2 separate regions of the Gossypium hirsutum genome follow, and region 1 is linked to region 2. A link is a contact called in public Hi-C data. All regions are on one chromosome and are shown on one strand. Each heading gives the region's core, a stretch centred on a gene start, on an enhancer-like site or on the middle of the called end of the contact. The rest is flanking DNA. Distances are from core to core; before and after follow the strand shown.

Region 1 (7,044 bases), core at 1,261-3,760, 350 kb before region 2:
AATACATAATATTTAATTTTCAATAATATAAAAAATATCAAAATAATTTGTTTCTATTTACAAATATTATAAATTATTTTTGTGATTAAATATCTAAAAGAATTATAATCTAAGAAATCAAAATGTCATTAAAATAATAAAAATATGTATAAAATTATTTAATATTATAAAAGAAAACATAAAATTATATTAATTTATAAAAAAATCTAATTTGTACTCTATATATTAATAATTTTAATTTTTTTAATATATCTTTTTGTTATGAACATAGGATGAAAAATATTACTAACAAAAAAACTACCACAAATATGTCCATTTGATTAATTAAAAAAAAGTAACAATGATATATAATTAAAAGTGTTATAAAATTGGTTGCATTAAATTACAAAAATATTACTTAGACTAAATTATTTTATTTTTTTGGAGAAATATAATTTTACATTATTTTTAATGGTGATGTGAAGATAACAAATGTTAAGTACTAAATGTAATTTTATGATATTTAAAAAGAATGCTTTAATTCATATTTAACTCCCATTTTCTTAGTGCCAAAAAAAAAACCTATTTAAATTATCATTTTATCCTAATTTATATACAAATATTCAGTGTCGACTAATAAATACATGTAAGGTAACACATGATATCATCTACTTTGGAGCTTTTTGGAGGTAAAATGTGACAACGATGGTTTCAATACTACGGTAAGAAAACAAGTATAATTTAGAGGTTAAATGGGGAATAAAGCCTATAATTTTAAAAAGGTAAATTACATTACTGATTATCCAATTATGAATTGGTTTTTTTTTATCTAATTATAAAATTTTTAAAATCGTCGCTTAATTAATTAAGATTATCTCTTCTTTTTTTTTATCATTTTCTTTAATCAAATTGAAAAAAACCTTTTTTCCAATTTATTTGATTTTTCTGGTTTAATCGATTTTTATGTTCGATTTAATTGGTTAATTTAATTGATTTTCAATTTTAATATTTTAAACCGAATAAAACATTTAAGGCCATAGTACATAAAACTATAAGCTTATAATTTATTTATATACCTAAACCCAAATACCCATTAAAACTTAACACTTTTAAAAGTCAGAACCCATTAAGATTTAAAACCCAATACGCTTTAATATTTAAAATCCAAATTGATAGTTTAATTTTTTATTGTATTCCTTTTATTTTTTATCATTTAATATATTAAAAAAACGCAAATTAATATTAAGAACGATAGAAGACTTGGGAATTGTATGTTGGCCATGCAAGAAAATAAATATTTTTTGAGTTCATTAAAATTTATTTGATTTAATTTTTAATATTTTGTAATGAATTTTAAATAAAAATAAAATTAAAAGTAATACAATATAATAATTTGAAGAAAGAAGAAAATTATTTGAAAAAAATTAAAGGAAAAAAATTATAACTACCTCAATTAGATTTTTTTTTACAATTAAGAAAAAAACAAAATTGAAAATTTTCAATTCGGTTTATTCGATTTTACTCATTAGGTTGGTTCGATTTATTCGACTTACATGGATAATTCAATTTATTTGATTTTTGGTATAAAAAAATCAAACCATTTGAATTGATTGAAATTACACCTCTACCTTTAAATGTTTGACGAAAGGGTGATATGATAGTTAAAAAATATATAATAATAATAATACATAAAATTAGTGATTTTATCGATTTTTGAACCACTATATTACCTTCGAGTTAAACACTTAACGGCACTAAATGGAAATGGATAACAAATCTAGTTTAGTTAAGTGACAGAAAAAAAAAAAACAGACCCATAGTTGGGTGACCTATGGAGAAATTTACCCTTTTAAAAGAATTGAGGGGTGAACCTCAGCTAATTGGAAAAGAACGAAACGCGGTGCAGAAGGCTACATGGATGTGAAGTAAGCTTACCAAATAGCGATGATAATGATCCACTGCTACGTCTCCATTGCTTCCGTCGATGACCTTTCCTGCAATAAATTATTTGTTGTTGTTGAATATGGGGATATCATTTTAAACAAAAAGCAAGTTTGAAGGAATTCGATGTTGAATTATGACCTGGTCTGTGGGTTTAAACATCCCAATTGTTCAAACCTTTCCCATCACTCAAGTAACCACCTTCATACTGCCCAAAATGAACAGACCATTCATTACATCTGCTTGTTTTCAATAGGATAAAAAAATTGAAAGAATGGTGGTGAAGCAAACCTCGTAAGCAGAGGAGGCCGTTCCAAAGAGAAAGTTCGGAGGAAATGAAGATGGATTGTTATTATTACCATTACCCAAGCTTTGTTTCAGCGTTAACAGCTCCGGTGAAACCGGAAGTGGCAATAACACGAACATCTGGAAGGCAAAGAAAAGAATGCAAAGCGTGGAGAATCCAATATACCAAATCTGCTGCTATGACCAAACACAAGAGATGCAGGATATGGAGAAGAGAAGATGAAAATGTTGGTTGCATGCCGTCCTTGACCATGACAAATAAATAATGGAGTTTGTACCGTATACCAACTGGAGGGTTGAATTGTAAAAGTATTATAATGTTTGATCTTTCATTGATTAATCAACTATTTTAAATTAAAGAAAGGTTTTAAAATTCCGAACTCTGAATTCATCAACATTGAATCTATCTTCTTGATGATTTAATTTGGTTGTATGAACAGTGTAGCCAAACAAAGTTTCAAGACCCACAAATCATAAAAATATTATTCAAAAGGTTTTTTTTTTAAATTTGGCCTTCGAATTATGTAGTTTTTTCGTTTTGGTATTTAAACTTTTTTATTTCAAATTGGTACTTAAATTGTCATTCTGTTACCCAGTTCAGTCATTTTCTTAACAATGTTAAAAAAAAATTACCACATGACATCAATTAGAATGAGTCGCGTGGCACCTTTCAACCAATTAGAATGTGCCATGTAGTACTTATATTTATTTAAAATAAAAGCATTTACCCACCATTGACAAGATGTTGCCGACCTTGATTGTCCATGTCAAGGGCAAAGTCAGAAAAATAATTTAGGGAGGACCAAAATTAAATTATAATTTTTATGATAGTGAAAAATATAATTTCACCATTTTAATAGCCTATATACCCCTAGCTACGCCCCTGGTCCACGTGGCGCTACTAGAACATGACACATCAAAATATTATTTAAAAATTAAAAAATTCTAAATTCTAAAAATGCAAAAAATAATAGATATATTTTGAAAATTTTAAAAAACTCTAAAGTCATTCTTTAAACAATTTATGATATATTTTAAATTTTTATATAATATTATATATTTGTATTTATATATTCTAGAATTTTTTTACCTTTCAATTTTTTTAAATTATTTATATATTATTTATGATTTTATTTAATTTCTAATCAATATTATATATAATATTAATAAACAAACCAAAGTACCATATGGCACATTCTTATTGGTTGAAAGGTGTCAGTGACAACTGATTTTTTTAACACCGTTTAGAAAAAAAGTTGAAGAAGATAACGGAATAATAGTTTATGTATTAATCTAGGACAAAAAAAATTTAAATACATAATTGGGAAAATATGCCTACTTCGAGGCTTAATAATATATGATTTCTTGAGAATGTACTATAGAGGCCTCTATATTAAGAATCGAATTGTATTTTTCTCCGTTTTCAAAAAATAAGTAAATTAATTTTTGTATGTTAAATTAAAGAGCAAATTAGACATGATATTAAAAATTTAATTAATTTTTATAGTTTAAAATTAATTTTTATACATTAACATGAGATATACGTAAAATGTTAAATAATAATAAAAATAGATAAAAATTTTAAGTCGAAAAAGTAATTTACTATTTAATTTTATGTGTAATAACTATTTTATTATTATTTTAAAATAAAAAAGACAAAAGAGAATCGCACTCCTACGTAACTCAACCATACTTTACTAATTTCTTGCTAAAACAATATAGGATTACCCCAACAATACTGGAGAAAAATTTATAGGGCGGTTTTGGACATATTCGCTGACAAATTTGGCGTTTTCGTCAAGGTCTGAACCCAACAGTAAATTCAGGATCCCATTAACCACAATAGATTCATCCCTCATATATTTGTTACCATGTAACAGCAGATTTTTTCTTGGGGGCTTCAACATAAGTTAAAATATATTTTAAGTGCCCTTTTTTCTTTAAATGTTCGCTTTGACTTGTATTTTAGAAATTTCAAAATTTAAATTTTAAGTCTATTTGTTATTATAATTGAAATTTATCTGTTAAATTTATTAATGTTTGAAATTAAAAAAGACTCATTTAGTGAATATGTTACAGAAAAATAACATTATAATAAATTTAAATTTAATAGAAAAATTTTAATGGTGTTCACACTTGAATTTTTTTTTAAATTTAAAAAATAGAGAGATTAAATTCATTAATATAAAAGTAGAGAATTAGATTTTAAATGTACAAAGAGTACAAAAACTTAAATATATTTAAAATATAAAATAAAATATTATTTTTTATTTTTATTTAAAGTATATTATATATTTATTACTAGTTTGTATATTACGAGTTTATAATAAAATGTTTTATTGTGAATAAAATAGAAACAAAATTAAGGTGAGTGTAATTGTCTGTATATTTTGTTTATTGGTTATACTAATTAAATAAAATTTATAAAAAGAGTATTGTGAATTTTATTGTCAACATCACTTCATGTCTTATATTATTATATATCACATATAAATCATATAATAAATAATTAGTGTTTTATTTTAGTTTAAATTCTTAAATATAGATTTAGAAGTGAAAATACAATTGAATAAAGAGATTTGTATTTTCTTCTTTAAAAAAAAGAATTCTCGAAATTATTCTTTTTTTTTAAAAAAAAGGTCAACTTTTTATTTTGAAAATGAAAATGGGAGTCGCCACCAATCTTTTTTTTATGAGGTGTGATCGGGTCACCTTATGATTGATCGTTTTAATAAAACATCTTGATTTACTAAAACAATAATTTTGGTCTACGAAATTCGAGAAAACGGGTTTGGGAGTCGATTACGCACGAGGAAGGATTAGTACCCTCGTAACGCCCAAAATTGGTACCTAAGTGATTAGTTAATGTTTTAACGTCGAAAGTTGAAAACCCAAAAAAATTTAAAATACGATCCTTTCCTTTTTATTAATGTTAAAAATGCTTGAATTGAAATGAAACGAACATCAAACGCCCACTCGTCTCGTGATAAGAATATGCCACATCCTTTAAGTTAGGATGTGACATTTGAGTCCTCGAGAATAAGTTGGCCTTTAATTCATTAAAGACTTAGGTATTTTAAGTTTAGAAGGATGTTCGGTTGTTTAGATTTAACGAGAAAATCGAAACCCCGTAAGTTAGGGCACGACTTCACGAATTCCCAAAAAGATGAAACATTGCCTTACTTTTAAACTTTTGAATAATAGCGAATACAAAACCAAAATGATACGTGCTATTTAGTCGAAATATAATAAAATGGCATGTTATGGATAAAGGAAAAAAAAATTAAACGCTACTTTTGAAGTGGTTTTAATGAAATATGATGGAATGATAATATACAACATGGAGTGATAATCTACGAATAAAATGTTACAATAATGAATCACAATGACATGAAAATGCAAGTAAACGAATTATAATACACATAATGGCAATAATCACAACACGCGTTATTTTAATATCAATATTAGCAATCAAAGAAAATGAAACAAAATAATATATAAAACAATTCGAAGTAAATAATTTATAAAAAGTTTGAAATAAATAATATATAATTTTTTTTAAAATAAATAACACAAAAAGGGGTTCAAAATAAATAATAAATAATAAATAATAAATAAAATTAACATAAATAAAATACAAAACAGTTTGCAATAAATAATCTAAAGCAATTTAAAATAAATAATATATAAAGCATTTTTTAAAGGAAGTAATATGTAAAAAAATCTAAAATAAATAATATATATGAAACAGTTTTAAAATAAAATAATGTATAAAGCAGTTCAAAATAAATAATATATGAAACAATTTAAAATAAATAATATCTAAAACAGTTTAATATAAATAATATATAAAAATTTAAAATAAATAAAATAGTTTAAAATAAATAACATATAAAACTATTAAAATGAATAATAAAAAAATAAATAACAAATTAAAAAAGGGTTACAATTCAACAGATTAGGGATTAAATTAGAATAGAAATGAAATTTAAAAGTAAAAATTATAACAGAATAAATAATGAGGACTAAAATAAAAAAACGCGAAAAGGCAGAGGACCAAATGGCAAAAAAACCAATTCCTAGACACGTGTCCATTTTTCAAAGCGTCAGTGGGTCAGGGACTCAGTTGAAACGCGCTGTAAATTCTGGGGTTAAATTTATAAAATAAATAAATAAGCAAAAACGACTAAATCAGAATAGCCCAAAAAGCAGGAGAACCAGGGGGATAAATATCCCAAAAGGCGAAAACACGCGGATCCCCCTTGGAGAGGGTCGGGTAGCACGCGGATAGGCCCTAAATAGCGTCGTTTTGGTGCCTGGGTCCATAGCTCAAAATGACGTCGTTTTGCTTCTTTATTTAAATCAAATTTTTTTAAATTCATTTTCACTCTTCTTTCTCAAAAAAAAACCAAAAAACCAAAAAACTCTCTTAACTCTCTCCCTCCCCTCCAAGTCTGGTCGAACTCTGGTCGTTACTTCGACGCCGGACCACCGTGGCGGCCGCTGGTAGTCAGCGACAGTGCCGTCGTCTGCGGTGGCTGAAAAATAAAAAATCCTATTTTTTGAGGTTTTTCTACTTCTCGGCTTGTTTTTGCACCATCTTTCCTTGGAGATGGTCACCTCGGCCACCCACGGTGGCTCAAACGCAAGAAAGGTGAGATCTCTTTTTCCTTTTTTGTTTTTTTTTGTTTTAAAAAAATAAAAATAAAAATAAAATGCACAAAAAAAAACAAAAGATGTAGAATAAAAAAGAGACCTTTGCAAAATTTTGTTTTCGATTCTCTATTGTCTGTAAAAAAAATACATTAGTTCTTCATG
Region 2 (7,740 bases), core at 5,149-7,648:
TTTTGAAAATTAATTTTTAAGTCAAACAATTAGCTCAATGAGTAATTGAACTTGAAAATTGGACTTGAGATTGTAAATTGGGCTCAAGAGCTCAAAATCGATACCAAGACCCAAAAACCGATCGAATTGGGTTTGGTCTATGAAACCGAGCTGACAATCTAATCGATGGCTGGATCGGACCGAACAAGCCGTCACTGTCCTAGACCAAACCAGCAGAAATCAAACTAGATCATGGTGCCGAGGGCTTCGACGACGAGATTCCGATGGCTGACAAATGGTTAGTGACGGTGGGTCTTCTATGGTCGAGCAATGGAAGAATTACACTATTAGTGAGGCTCTACCAGAGAATTTGATTTCAGATTAACTATTCCAAAAATAATATTATTTTAATATTAAATTTAATACTTTTCTTAATAGTATTTTATTAATTTAATATTATAGTGATTATCTTAATATTAAATTTAATTTAATGTTTATCTTATAGACAAATATTCTATTATTTTTGTAACCTCCCAAACTCGGCCTAAACGTTATGGCTAGATTGAGAAGACTACATTAGACACTAAAATGGCTAAGCTAACTTACGTTACTTTTGAAGACCTTAAATAAACTCATTTTAGAGAATACCGTGGTTGTACTTTGAGTTAGCTTAAAAGCATTCATTCATTAGGTCATGTATACTTAGGATTCATTTTATTATTGATAGTGTTGTTTTAGAAAAACCGTTTGCTTGTCGCTCTTCTTAAAAAAAAAACTCAAAGTTAAACTAATGCAACTGGAAAACCATTTTTCAAGTCATTTTGGAAAATTAGTTGCTTTATCGTTTTGTTTTTCAAAAACAGTTCCTTTGCAATGTAGTGGAAACTAGGGAACAACATTAAATTTCACTTAAGCCCGGTATCATGCATTATCCAGTTATTATGCTTGAGTAATCCATGCATGCAAAAATCCCCAAAAGAAAAGTTACCAAGCCACAGACCAGAAATAATTAAAAATTACAAACCAAAACTAATAGAGACTAATACTTATTAAAAATAATCCAAGTCCAAGGTGGTTCTCTAAATGTTGAGTCCGGTCTTAATTTCGAGGTTTACCTGAAAGTTAAACACTATTGGGGGTGAGCTTATGAAAAGCTCAGTGTGAGTCGAATAATTATTTAAATGGATAAAAACATAAGTATCGAATATAGTGAAACATATTAGCATTAATAGAAGAACACAGAACCATAGTTGAAATTTCATATCATTACATAGCCATTATCAATATCGATGTCAAACGGTGTATGAGCATAGGTCATCATTCATTCAAGTAACGATCATTAATTTTGATGCCATTCAATACAATAAAATACAATGCGTAGCATAAATCAATAAAATTCGAATATATGTGCACATGATCCAATACAAAAAGGTTCCTACCTATGCCATCCGCTACACACCACGAGTTCACCAGAACTCATCTACCAAACTCCTTAACATTATGAGCATAGCTCAATGTGGTAAAACCACTGAATAATCAATAATGTAGAAAATTTACCGGATACCAAATAGTGCGATACAATCGCCAATAACATATAATATGAGATAAAATCGCCAATCCCCTAGGTACTCTAGGTGTAGTCACGAACTACGAATAATGCGGACTTAATATGCCCCCGATACTCCATGAAACTTCTCTGTCAACCATAAAATATCAACCCAATGTATATGCAACATGTTACAAAATCTCATACATAATCATATCTCAATACTTTTCACATTCATTTGACATGCTCAGCATGTCCTCAATAATCAGATACTTTTAGTAAATGGAAACAATCTTTCAATCTTTCAAATTACCATTGTGTTGGTATCAATCAATATCGTTCAATTTCACATACTTTACGGATTTTCATTGTGCATAAATAGCACCCTTTTCAGACACAATATAACAAATATCTCATGCGTTTAAATCATACATAAGCTTAATATCTCAACAGATTATATAGTTCAGTCAAACATTCTAATATCTCATAACTCAAATATGTAATTATAAACTCAATCAAACATCCATACTATCAAACTAGGTTTTTTGCCAACATGTCAATCTTTTAAAGCTCGCAATATACCTAGTTCGGCCACTCACAAAATTAATAATTTGGCTATTAATCGAATCCAATCAGCAAACTAATTTATCAAATATAACATGATATTTAATATTTTCAAACAATTTTATGAGTGTATGACCCACACCTTATTTTTCGCTTCATCGCAGCACACTAGCGAATCTTCTAATTTTTCTTAATGATTCCTTAACCGAACTTAAACCAAAATTCAGTATAAATTCAATCAATTTACCATTAAACCAGCCCCCAAACACCCACTTACGAATTCAAACCAATCATTGAAATTATAACTATTTTTCAATCCAAACTAGTTAGATTCCTTACATTGTACCGATGCAAACCGTACGTATAATCGTTCTTCGCCTTTACGGATGATTTGGAGTGTTTGGGTCAGCACCTAATTCAATAATATATTGAAAAAATAGTAGCTAATTAATAATTAAATTCCTTCATTTAATCAATTCATAGCATTTACCCAACAACTATGTCGAAATAACAAACTAGTTACCCTTAATTGCATTTACGCTTCACGATTTGTGGGATCCTTATTGGCCAATCGATCAAGAACATTTTTTCATTAATTGAAATGGGTTTAAAATCTGATTAGGAGGGTTAAAGAACTCAAATTAATGCTGGACAAATATAGGCAAGAACCAAGAAACAAAACAGCCTATTTTCTTGCCCATAGGTGCACGCACCACCACCCACAGTAGCCAAAATTGGGGCTAAATTTTAAAACGGTTTGAGATTTCATTAAAATATGGAAATATACCTTTGAAATAATTTCAAATCGACCAAATTCCAGATCTGGAAATTTATGTTTTTAATGGACAAGATTAATTAAGAAATTGAAGAGAGAAGAGACCTTGCCCAAGCTAGTCGAGAGAAACGACAATGACACTTTCTTGGCAATGTTTGGGATCGATCTTGGAGTACTTGGGGTTGATTTTAATGAGGAAAAATGACAGCAATATGGTGGAAAAGATGTTAACAAATCTTGTGGCAAAAAGAAAAAGAAAAAGAAAAAGAAAGAGATGGTAAAACTAGGTGTAGGTGACAACAACAATGGAGGAAAGGAAAAATAATTAAAATCAAAGAGAATGGGAGGAGGAGAATGGGAGGAGGAGATGAACGGCTAGGGCAACGAGGAGGAGGATTAAAGGCTGATTATTAGTAAAAAATTAATATTTATACCAAGGTTAACTAGGTTTGGATGGCTCACACATTAAAATAAGAGGTTTTTGTCAAAAAATTAAATTATTCGCATGAGAAGGGAATTGAAGTTAGGACCTCAAGGATAAATTCACTAATGTTTAACCATCAAATCAATAACTCATTTTTGATATAATTTGAAAATATTTATTTTGAAAGAACAATGCATGTCGCATACTAGAGTTTAAGGCAAAATTTGCAAAATAATAAAAATGGTGAGAGAGAAGAGATTTGAACTTAGGTTTCAAGGAACATTTCACTAACACTTAACCAATAAGCCAATACCTTATTTATTCCCTAAAAATGCATAGATAAATTTCAAAAATTAAGGCATGACCAGTCTCTCTCGATTGACAAACCCGATTCTATTAACCCTTGATTTTTGGGACATTAATTTTAATAAGATTTAATATTAAATTTAATCTAATATTTATCTTAATAAATATTATATTAATTTAATATTAAAATGATTAAGTTTAATTATAGTTGAACTCTCTAAACTCTCCCTATATAAAGAGAGCTTTCGGTCATTATTTACACGTTTGAATTCAAGAGAAAGTTGTAGAAATAAAATTCTTTGAAGAAATTATTTCAAAAATTTCTAGACATATTTTTCTTATTTACAAATTTTCCCAAAATTTTAGATAAATTATTAAATTACCTCATTGGTAATTTTTGTGAAAACTTTTCTAATTCGAAGCGAGCCCACACTTGGTAGACATGAGCTTGAGGATAGCGGAGAAGATTACTTGGTCAAAGCATTTATCCTAGACGAGTAAAAAAAGTACAATTTTGATTAAGTGTTTATTACTGTAGATATCACAACCAAGTTCTTGTTTTGGATTTTTTTAAACTCCGTTTTTTCCCTAAATTTGTTTTCTGTTGCGTTTTCCAAACCCGATTTTCCAATAATGAATGAGTTAGAAACTTCGAGTGACATCATTTGTAAAGACAATAAGTGTGATTTTGTGCTTATTGTTAAGTTTAAATCTAGCATTGAATCTTTTTTCAAAATTGGTGTCAAAGACGTTGATAGTAATAGTGAAAACCATGATGATAGTGATGGTGCACTTTGTGAACCAGAAAAAGTTGCTAGTGGGAATTGTTTTCTAGAGCCCATGAATTTGGATGAGTTAGACCTTTATTATCCTTCTAAAAAGTTTTATTTTAATGTATTCAATGTTCAAAATTTTTGTGAGAGGTTAAAGGAAAATAAGGATGATTCATGCAAAAGGACAGAGAAAAAAGACCTTGAATGATAAAAGTCAATTTGATGGTCCAACTTTGGTGAGTAAAAATTTGAGGTAAAATTAAATACTTCAATTCACATTGAAAAAGAGAAGGAAGAAAGAACCTATACAACAAAGAGGAGTGATTATATTTTCACTAACTTTAACTTGAATTTGTCTAGTGGACTTATTTCTTTATTTAAGGAATTTGTTGATCCTTTAACAGGAGCTCAATTAACCTATTCCATCTATAATAAAGATTCTTTCTTATTCAACCAAAGACAAGATTCTAGGACGAAATTTTTCGAGAAAATGGGGAATGGTACATGCACACATGGGGTGAAATTTATTAAATTCAATTCACTGAAGCTGTCAATTTTCTAAGTTTGGAAAATTAGCCTACTTGCGACAACTTTTTGGATGAAATTCAGGAATTTCTAGGTTGAGATATCTTCATAGCATTTGAAGATCTATCTCGTAGCTTCACAATGTACTTTGAATCACTCAATTTCGAGTTTAGGAGCTCAAGTTATGACCGTTTTAGTGAATGTATGAGCAGAATTTTTGGACGGGATTATTACGAAAATTACGAATTTTAGGCTTTTAATTTGAGTTTAAATCATATTGGATTCAATTTTTAGGCTTAAATTTTATTATATATGAGCTCAATTATATTTACTATGTTTTATTATTTTATTGTTTATTTATTCTGAATTTTGGATATTTGAAGATTTTAAATTAATTAGGAGTTTTATATTTCTTAATCAACAAAAAAAATTAGTTTAAAACTACTTCTTTAGATTAATTAAAGTTTTAGTATATTGAGTTTAGTCCAATCCAATACATGTTTTTTATTTCTTAAAATAAATATTATTAATAAATTAATTTAACCAGATAAATTAAAATTTCAATTAAATAATTTTATCAGCCCAAACCTAATACCGTTGAAGTCATGATTACTTTATTGTAAAAGAATTTATGAGAAAATATATTTAATTTCTATATTCAACAGATTCATAATGATTAATTAATTTAATTCTATTTTCAAACTTTTCAATAAATAATAATTCACAAAACTTAAAGTAATTTTCAAATTATATTTATATTTAGTGAAAAAACATATTTATTTCTAAAATTTTTTTAACTTTATCATTTCTATTCTTTTCTATTCATTTGATTTATAATTTAACTTTTTTAAAAAAAAACTGAAATATAAAGAACAAAGCAAATAATAAAAAAATTAAATAAAATGTGAATTGAATAGTAGGTGAGTCGTATACAACTTGTGCTGATTCTTGAATTGACAATAATTCCGATTTTTATTCTTGGAGTTGGATAATCTTTACCCATGTTACTTATTAAAAAAAACCTTCAACAATGTATGCTTTTATATTATTGTATTGAGTATAAGATTGATATGTTTTTAAGTAATAACGTAACGATGTCTTGGTATTGATTAAGGTAGATACTTTAAGTCTTTAAACATTTAGATTTTAATTTCATTATATGTAATTATAATGTGTAAGTCTTCAATTTTATGTTTGTCCGAATTCCTTTTAGTATTTTTAATTCTTCACTTATTACATTTTATAATGGTTTGATTCTAGGTTATAATTACTCACTCCAGCTTATTATTGTATTCCATTTGTAACTGTAAAAAACTTTAAAAAGAAAAGTTTTCAAGCGATGATAACCGTCGGATTTACTTGACCTTTAGATTTAGCATTATTCTCTGTATCCCTGCTCACGGATAATCAGAGTATCTAAGCTTCTTAAAAGCCTCCACGTCAATGGAAATCTTGTGGGCCCCATATTTACCATAAAAAACTTCATTTTATTTCAACCGTGGATTAAACCAAATCTAGGAAGTCCTTTTTTTTTTTTTAATAATTATTATCTTCCCTCGTCTCAGCGAAAAAAAAATAAAGAAAAAAAGGGAAAACGAAGAGTACCAGACTCTCGTGTTTGTAACACACTAAAACAGCATCTGTTTATTGTTCGATGCTGGCAACAAAAACCCTAATTTAATCAGCATCGATTCACGATGGGCCGCAAGCCCTAATACCTTTACCGTTTCGGCTACTTTTTCTCTGATACATGTATGGAATCAGAGAAAATCCTACTTTCCTGAGAAAACCCTAGAAAATTTTCATCTTTTTCCTAAACCAATAGCAACAGTAGCAATAGCAGCATGGCCATATCCAATGAACTAGCCCAAAAGCAACTACCGTCGATATCGGAACGGTTCAAGGCTTTATTGAAGCAACGGGAAGATGAGCTCAGGGTTTCCGGCGGTATTGCTGATGATGATGGGGCAACGCCGACTACGGAGGAGATTGTTCAGCTTTACGAGGTTGTGTTATCGGAACTAACTTTCAATTCGAAGCCCATAATTACTGATCTCACGATCATTGCCGGTGAACAGCGAGAGCACGGCGAAGGCATTGCCGATGCTATTTGCGCACGAATTATTGAGGTTAGTTAAAATTAGGTTTTCCGTTGTACCTGCCAAGTAATTTGAACATTTAAAATTTTAATTTCAAATTTATTGCTTTCAGGTTCCAGTAGAGCAAAAACTTCCTTCGTTATATCTATTAGATAGCATTGTAAAAAATATTGGCCGAGAATATGTTAGATATTTCTCTTCCCGTTTGCCAGAGGTGAGTCATTGCCAATCTTTTTGATGAAGTTCTTTTCTTTGCTATTAGCTTGATATAGGTTATCTTATTTTATTTTATTTTTCATTCTTAGGTATTTTGTGAGGCATACAGGCAAGTTAATCCTAACTTGCATCCTGCAATGCGACATCTATTTGGCACATGGTCAACAGTTTTTTCGCCTTCTGTGCTAGGTAAAATCGAGATGCAATTGCAATTTTCTCAAACGGGGAACCAACAATCTTCTGGAGTAACTTCCTTGCAGTCTTCTGAATCACCTCGTCCAACACATGGCATACATGTTAATCCTAAGTACTTGCGGCAGTTGGAACAACAGTCAGGTGCAGATAGTGTAAGCTTTCTAATGGAAAACTCTGTTCTTCACATCCTCTATTTCATTGGAATAAATGCTCTGTTCTGTAGTCTTATGCACATTCACTATTTAGGATATCATCGCAAATCATGTTCTTTTGAGAATTTGTTTGAATCAGATGTTGCTAGCAGTTATAGATCCTTCTGGACAGAATTGCTTTTGGTA

Evidence for each region. A called contact is a pair of places that touch in the nucleus more often than the background predicts.
Region 1: a contact with region 2 is called in a Hi-C map of leaf, with 1.9 times the contacts expected there. The contact joins the promoter of LOC107961978 here to the promoter of LOC107961975 in region 2. A contact is called at or near these places in 2 of 34 Hi-C or Micro-C datasets (both in leaf).

What each region holds. Positions count from the first base shown.
Region 1 is chrA06:116,434,981-116,442,024 of Gossypium_hirsutum_v2.1, reverse strand. It overlaps LOC107961978 (beta-glucosidase 46), which reads right to left and starts at 2,510. Exons shown (of 12, transcript XM_016898174.2): 1 at 2,212-2,510; 2 at 2,062-2,128; 3 at 1,915-1,973.
Region 2 is chrA06:116,084,583-116,092,322 of Gossypium_hirsutum_v2.1, reverse strand. LOC107961975 (polyadenylation and cleavage factor homolog 4) reads left to right here and starts at 6,398. Exons shown (of 7, transcript XM_016898169.2): 1 at 6,398-7,021; 2 at 7,104-7,205; 3 at 7,297-7,554. The coding sequence starts at 6,737.